Linked DNA regions of Drosophila melanogaster: region 2 is linked to region 1. Evidence: chromatin contacts called from public Hi-C data. All regions are on one chromosome and are shown on one strand. The core of a region is the stretch at or near the end of the contact, and the rest is flanking DNA. Distances in the headings are between cores, read along the strand shown.

The links. A called contact is a pair of places that touch in the nucleus more often than the background predicts.
Region 2: a Hi-C map of the Kc167 cell line shows a contact between it and region 1, with 1.8 times the contacts expected there.

Annotation. Positions count from the first base shown.
Region 1 is chr3L:636,670-640,316 of dm6, reverse strand. It overlaps lncRNA:CR43423 (long non-coding RNA:CR43423), which reads left to right and starts at 1,749. Exons shown (of 2, transcript NR_048210.1): 1 at 1,749-2,186; 2 at 2,504-2,831. lncRNA:CR43334 (long non-coding RNA:CR43334) reads right to left here. Exons shown (of 1, transcript NR_048209.1): 1 at 1-3,647.
Region 2 is chr3L:2,172,464-2,176,110 of dm6, reverse strand. It overlaps CG15820, which reads left to right and starts at 1,779. Exons shown (of 2, transcript NM_139439.2): 1 at 1,779-1,974; 2 at 2,130-3,116. The coding sequence starts at 1,969. The coding sequence ends at 3,050. It also overlaps the pseudogene CR15821.

The sequences.
Region 1 (3,647 bases), core at 500-2,999:
CGCTCAGTCGCATGACTCACGCTTGAAAAATTTCAATTTGAATTTCTAAATAACCGCACATACACACAGCATCCAATTTCAGCCAATAAACGGCGTTGTGTGTGCATGCTGTGTGTGAATTCCGACTTACGAGTGTTCCCATCGAAGGTTAGGCATTATTTTTTTCGTTCGGATGTCAATGGAACCCGATTGGCCGACGACGACAGTCTAAAAACCGAAAAACCAGTTTGAAGACATATTTTCTATTCGCTGCTTATTCTGCTGCTGCTGCTTCTTCCTCTTCTGCATTCCACACACATACACTGGCACACTGAGTTCGAGTTCGAGTTTAGTTTTCCACTTTCCCCCTCCTTCCAGCGTTATTTAAACTTTCTGGAATGCGGTTGTGTCTGCTCTCCTTGGAACCTCTTCGCTGGAACCGCTTTCCCGTGTTTATTTGTTTCATGTTGCTCAAGTTAAGTTAAGTTTTAAGTTTTTATATGTACGCCAATGTTCACACTTTTATATTTATGTGTTTCTCGTTTCGGTTTGTTGCGCGAAAAGCAAGAGCAGGCGAGAGCGGCACAACCATGCGGCTGCAGCTATGAAATTTTACTGAATGAATATTTCTTTTCTTTTGCGCCGATCTTTCATCTTGGCGTTGGAATTCGAAGTCGACAGAGGCAGCGACAGCGGCAGCGGCAGTGGCGTCGGCTGCACAGCGGCCGAGGCAGCGACTTCGTAAAAAGTTGTACCTTTCGAAAGTCGCTTAAGTGTGTGGCTGCGTGCGTGTGTGTGTGTGTGTCGGCTGGATCGCGTTCGTATGTGTGTCGGTGTGCTAGAAAGTTTCGATGCCGAACTATGTTTGAAGTCGCATGCATAAGAAACTTACAAAACGGCATTCCACAAACAAACCGACACTGCCCCTTCCAGTCGATCCCCTTCCAGACGCCTTCTTTTTCGAAGACTGCGAGAAGAGTATCCCTATCTGCATTTGTATCTGTGCTACTTTTGCATTTTGTCACATCAGTATACTGATATATCGGTGTGAAGCGCACTCTCCTCCTCGACAACGAAAATTTTTCAGCTCTTCTCGCGTTTTCCTATGTGTTGTAATCTACGGAACAATAAAAAATGTTGCGGGGCTTTCGTAAGTGTCTTTTTGGAATTTTCGTTTTTTTTTATTTTTTATTTTGTTTTTCTTTGTGTGTTTGTAGCTGGTGGCGTTCTGTTTTTTGTTTTTCGTAAACAACGCACACACACACACACACACACACTCTGTAAAATTCGTCATTGAACGGTAAAAAACAAAAATTCCAACGTGTTTGACTTTGTCTCTAGACAATCTCGCTCGTGTGTGTGTGGATTTTTTCAATTACAAGTTTGTAAATGGAATTTCTGAACTTTATGTGAACGAGGTCATTTACAACACACACACACATTTGTAAAGAAGGGCGCGGGGCTAAGGTTGCTCGGGGAATTTTTGTTACATTCGTCATGAACTTATTTATAGGAAATTCCATAGGCTTTACTGGTTATTTATGGCCGCAGATCGCTGGGGGGATCTACTGGATCCAAAAGCGGAGGAGTGTTGTATCGGTCGGCTGCATGCATATCAAATGCCAAATGGGACAATCCCCAACTGGCTCGAAAATATCACGAAAACGGAAATAAATTAGGCCCGATTGATCGTGGTTTTCAGTAGCTAGAAGTAATTTCTGTTTAGAACTAAATCTAGATATAGATCTTTATGGGAATGGAACTCGAATGGATTTTCTTCTTGAAGAGATCTTTAAATTTACTTGATTTAATCTAATAATATAAAATTCTATTCGGTTAAGCCTGTGCACCTTTCTGATTAGCAATTTCCCTGAAATACACCGGGCGCCAGGTGTATTTACGATGGCCCACAATCAAACCAATCAATCCAGCCAACTGTCCCCGTATCAATGCCATCCATTGACAAGCTTTCGTCGCTTTCGCGGCCCTCCAGTGGAGCAACTCAGGAATCAGTGGATGGACGATCGTCTGAGTGATAAGGTTTTCGGGGCGGCTACTTGACGCAAGAATTTCTGGAATTTCGAAAGTGTACACACACCTGTGTGGACCCCTCGGTAGACGCGGAATAAGGCCCGGAGCAACCAGACCCAAGCAGCCCAGTCACAAAGCACGCGCTCAATCTACGGCTTATCAACAGGCCAACGACGGTAGGCCCAACTATAAATGACATGTGATGCCATAGCCCTGTAGCCACAAACATACGCCAAGGGTACGAAAATACTCAAGTTTGAATCACATGGCACTGGCACTTACCGGGTGGAAAAGAGTCGGCCTCAGGCGGAAATTGAGTTCTGTTCCTCTTCTATCCGCTGAAAGAAAATTGAAAAAAAAAAAAAAACAAAGGGAAAACCAAGCAAGATTTCCCAATCGAAAGCTTCTTGGACTTTCGACCGACTGTTTGTACTATTTACAACACCAACGGAGCAACGTCAAGACCATAAAAATAATTAATACAACTTATCAGCAGGGCCGCGATATACCACCACTTGAGGAGCACACCTATGACGTGGAGGGACTGGCAGAGGCACTGGTACTGGCACTGGCATTACCGTTTTCCTTCCCATTCGCATACCCATTTCCATTTCCAGCCGGCTGCATGGTCAGCGATCGTACGGTAGATGCGATCCGATTCGATGGCAAAAGAATTCCCCCTTTCGGTGTAATTGCTTTTGGCCTGGTCGAAAGTCGGCCCGAACGGAACCGAACCGAACCGAAGCACACCACACCGAACCTAATGATAATACCCGCGATCTAATAGGAAGCACGTGATGCGCATACTGCCCACCGATCATTAAGAAGCAGCAATGCACTTGGAGAAACTAGAGGAATCGAATCATAAATCTTCTTACATACATATGTATATCAGCAGTTGTATCAAGTAACAGAGTGGGGTGGTTATGTTAACCATTGCATTTTGAACTTAAATAAATAATTCAATCCAAAAACAATAGTAAAACCCTATCAATTTGCACTATACCAGCGAACTTCCTTTATGTGCAACCGTACACGGGGCGGCGGAGTCTAATGAAATCGGAATCGAACTGCAGACTGTTGTGGAGTCTAGAGTCTAGAGACTAGAGACCAGACCCCTGGCTAGACAAATTGCACATAATTTCTACTCGAGTGAGCGCGGTCAGCCGGCAAAAAGTGCACCGAACCTGCCCAAAACAACGGCAACGGGATGGATGTGAATGTGGATATAGCCGGTGGCTATATAGTAGTACTGGTACCACTCGACTTGGTTAGATGTCGGAAAAAGACGTCGACAACGACGCCGCACCGGGAGGATCCCAGCCATTTCATGAAAAATTATGTCGTGTACAATTTTATGCATGAGAGACTTGCACAGCAGCAAAAACTGGGCAGCAAAAAAAACTTGGCAAAATTAACAGTGGCTCGTCAGTTGCACTCGCAGTTGCAGTTGCATTTGCACGGTGGTGCAGTGCCGCAGTGGCCGCCAGGTTGGAGGAGATAAGCCGCTGACGCTGACGCCGCTGCAAATGGGCACACGCACACTCGAGAGCCATCAACTGCAACTGCAATTGAGGCAATGGGGCGGTACAGTGGGTCGGATTGGTACTCGCACGGGTAAAAGCTGAAGCTGATGT
Region 2 (3,647 bases), core at 530-3,029, 1.5 Mb before region 1:
ACATATAATAATTTAGATAATCTAACCCTTTCAATGATATAACCGTATAGAGAGAGCACTTCAGTTTGAAAGCATACAAAATATTTGCAGTGCAAGACTAAACATTCTTCAAGTGTATCCTTTATTTATTTATTTACTTTTTTTTCGGAGAAAGGAAAATATAGGGGAAATGGGCAACCCTTTTTCCTCGTTCAGCACAACTATCATTGGGTATCATAAATATTTATCAAACCGAAGGTGAGCTGCTTTCCCACTTAAGGTGACCCGAAAAACCGAAGCAGATCCGGTTGAAAGAAAAAGAATTAAATTTAATTTGCATACGTTAAGTGGCAGAGGCAATTAAAGCCGCGCGGAGAAAGCTCGAAGGACAAAGGACTTGGCGCGCCCTTTTGATTGAGATGTGAAAGGAGCCGCGGCAAGGGACAAAAGAAAATTGGGTGAAAAGTGGGAAATCATAATTGGCCTCCAAATGCTTGAACTCAATTATGTGCGCACAATTTTTGGGCCACGACGACAACGACATTGCTTTGCTGCCGTTGACAGGCAAATTATGGATTCAGATTCAAGGCCAGTACACGCACATATTTCGCCAGTGAAATGGCACTTTCACTTCGGGGAAAGCTCGGTACAATTTGCATTGTCCGGCCAAATGCAAATTTTGTGCTTTGTGCAGGAATCAGATGATATTGCTGCATAGAAACCACATCCAGTCGAGGGGAAAGACAGCGGAAGGGAATCACACTTGGGTGACAGTCCGGCAGGACGAAGCCTGAAGTTCGTCTGAAATGGAGAGGATAACTATAACTACTTTTGTGTACCACATATAGTTGGTTGTGGGATAACCAGAAATAGGCACATCGTCCTGCATTAAAGCAAAGAACTACTCTCCCATGGATTAGTTTAAACAAAAACAAGAAGGCATCTCAGACTTTGCACTCCAATGAATTTTTCCAGGTAAATGTCGCCAAAGCCCTTACAGAAAAATGGAAAAACGTGCTCGTTGGTGTTAAGAAAAAAAAAGTCCGAGGAAAAAGCTGAACTTCAACCAGGCACATGACCACTCCAGGCCAACATGGCGTAACCGAGTGCATCGATGTGGACACGGCAAGTGGAAAACTCGATTCTACCTGAGAGTCACGTAGTAATCGACACATTCCCAAAATCCCACGGCAGTTTATTGAGACCGGACGTCGATGACCGACCATCAGGTGGTCCAAACTGGGCAATGTCATGCTACAAGAGGTTTGGTGAAGAATGTAGTGATTTTGAAACTGATAAGAGGATCATCGCCCGAATTTCAAAAAACTAAATGCAAATACATAACAGCACAGTTGAATTGTGTTTGTTTACATACACCACTCAAAGTTGTTCCCTAATCTCAGAAGTATGTATATACTTCGCTCTTCGACCTTAACCCACGTATACCTATGGGCGAATTTGAGCACGAAACCTGAACGCCGAAGAGGAATTTCATAAAATATAACAAGTTCAATTTATGTAAGATAAGGTTCAACAAATGTTTAAAAAACAATAAGTGTAGCTATGTTTATATTTTTTTTATTTAATTCAACAGTATATTTTTAAACATATTTAAATTCTTTTTAAAATGTTTGGTAGCCCTTTTTTACAATGGGTTAATTCCTGTTTTATTTTTTCACTACCATCTGTCTCATTTTTGCTCATTATGGTATATATTTCACAGATTTTATATTGCTGGGATGATCATTGTCACGAAAACAATTTAGTCGCTAAAAAGCCGTCGCAGTTGAAAGTCGTTGCTACAAATTTTGGTAATTCACATCGGTTGATGTGATATGAATATAAGATAGTAAAGATAATACTCTGTCAAAATAACTGGAACAGAACTTTGCATTGAAGGCAAAGATCAGAAACGGTTGTTTGAATAAGAATGAAAAAAGCATTTTAGTAGAAAATTACATTTTCGGTGGAACAAACTACAAGGAAGCAATGCATGTAAGTAATCAAAACAAAAAGCAGAAAAGTGTGTACTTATGCCAGTGGAATATTTCATACTCTTGCACTTAAATCAATTTTGCAATAAATTTATGTAGTTTATCCTGTTAAAATGAATATTCAATTGAATATTGATTTCTTCTATATATATTTAGAAACGCCTGCAGTATGAAGAGGTGATGATTCCAGCACCTTGGGGTCACATAGCAGGCCGTTGGTATGGCAATCGAGCTGATAGACCCATTTTGGCAATTCACGGATGGCTGGACAATCTGGGAACCTTCGATCGGCTGATTCCCCTGCTTCCCGACTACATAGGCGTGCTGTGCATCGACCTACCCGGACATGGTAGATCTTCTAGGCTTCCGCCGGGTGTGCCCTACAACGTCTACGACTATGTGTTCATCATACCGAGGGTGATGAAGGAGTTCGGCTGGTCCAAGGTCTCCTTAATGGGTCATTCCCTCGGAGGTGTGATGAGCTTCATGTACGCGGCCATGGCACCAAGCACAGTCGATATGATTATATCATTGGATGTACTGCTGCCGCGGAGAATCGAGGATCCCAGCAAGTTGACCAAGGACATAGAAGGTTATTTGCTGGAGGAGAGGCGACAGGCGGATGGCACCGAACATGAGCCGCCATCGTTCACCTTGAGTAAGCTGCGTGAGACGCTCGCCAGGAACAGCAACAACTCGGTGCCGCAACACCTGGCCGATCACATGCTCCACCGCCAGGTGGCCAAATCAAACATGTACCCGGAAAAGGTATTCTTCTCCAGAGATGGACGTGTAAAGTTCTATCACATATTCGACATTGAAAACGGACTTGCTCTTGAAATGGCGAGGCGTATTGAGAAGAAACCCTATCTGGTAATTAAGGGATCCCTTTCACCATTTGTGGGACCTCGATGCAACGAAACAATGTCCATTCTGTCACATGATAATCCCAACTTTGAGTTCTACGAAGTGGAGGGCGGCAAGCATCATGTCCACCTGCATGCCGCCGAGGAGTGTGCCCGCTATATCGTTCCCTTCATCCGAAATCACAGACCTCCAAGAAGCAGCAAACTTTAATGTGCTATTTAAGTTTTAGGAAACACATATTTGGAAATAGTAAAATAAACTAGAAATTGAGGAAAGATGCAGAGTACAATTAGGTTCCCCTGCTTTAAGATTATATTGTGCGTTTTGTAATCAAAAAAGCTTTTATGTGGGAAGCTTTTTTTAGCGTATCTCGATTACTGATATTGTAAACATTAGCGCCAAAAAGCAGCAGCAACATAAAAATTTAAAGAAGTCGTTGACTGATCGTCAAAGCAAAAAGACGTTTGAAACGCCGTTTGCTGCATAAACTAAAAACCATGTTGCAGCAACTTCCAGTTACCGAAGTAAGTAAGGAACAGATGCCGTATAGAATTTCATAGAAATTTCATTATGCCTACAGTGCAAGGAACTGAAAATTCCTGCTCCTTGGGGCTACATTTCGGGAAGATGGTATGGAAATCGAACGGAACGCCCCATCCTGGCACTACACGGATGGCTGGACAACCTGGGCACCTTCGATCGCCTGGTTCCACTGCTACCCGGTCACGTGGGAGTGCTCTGCATCGATTTACCAGGACATGGAAGATCCTCGCCTCTGCCACTGGGAATTCGATATGATGTGTACAA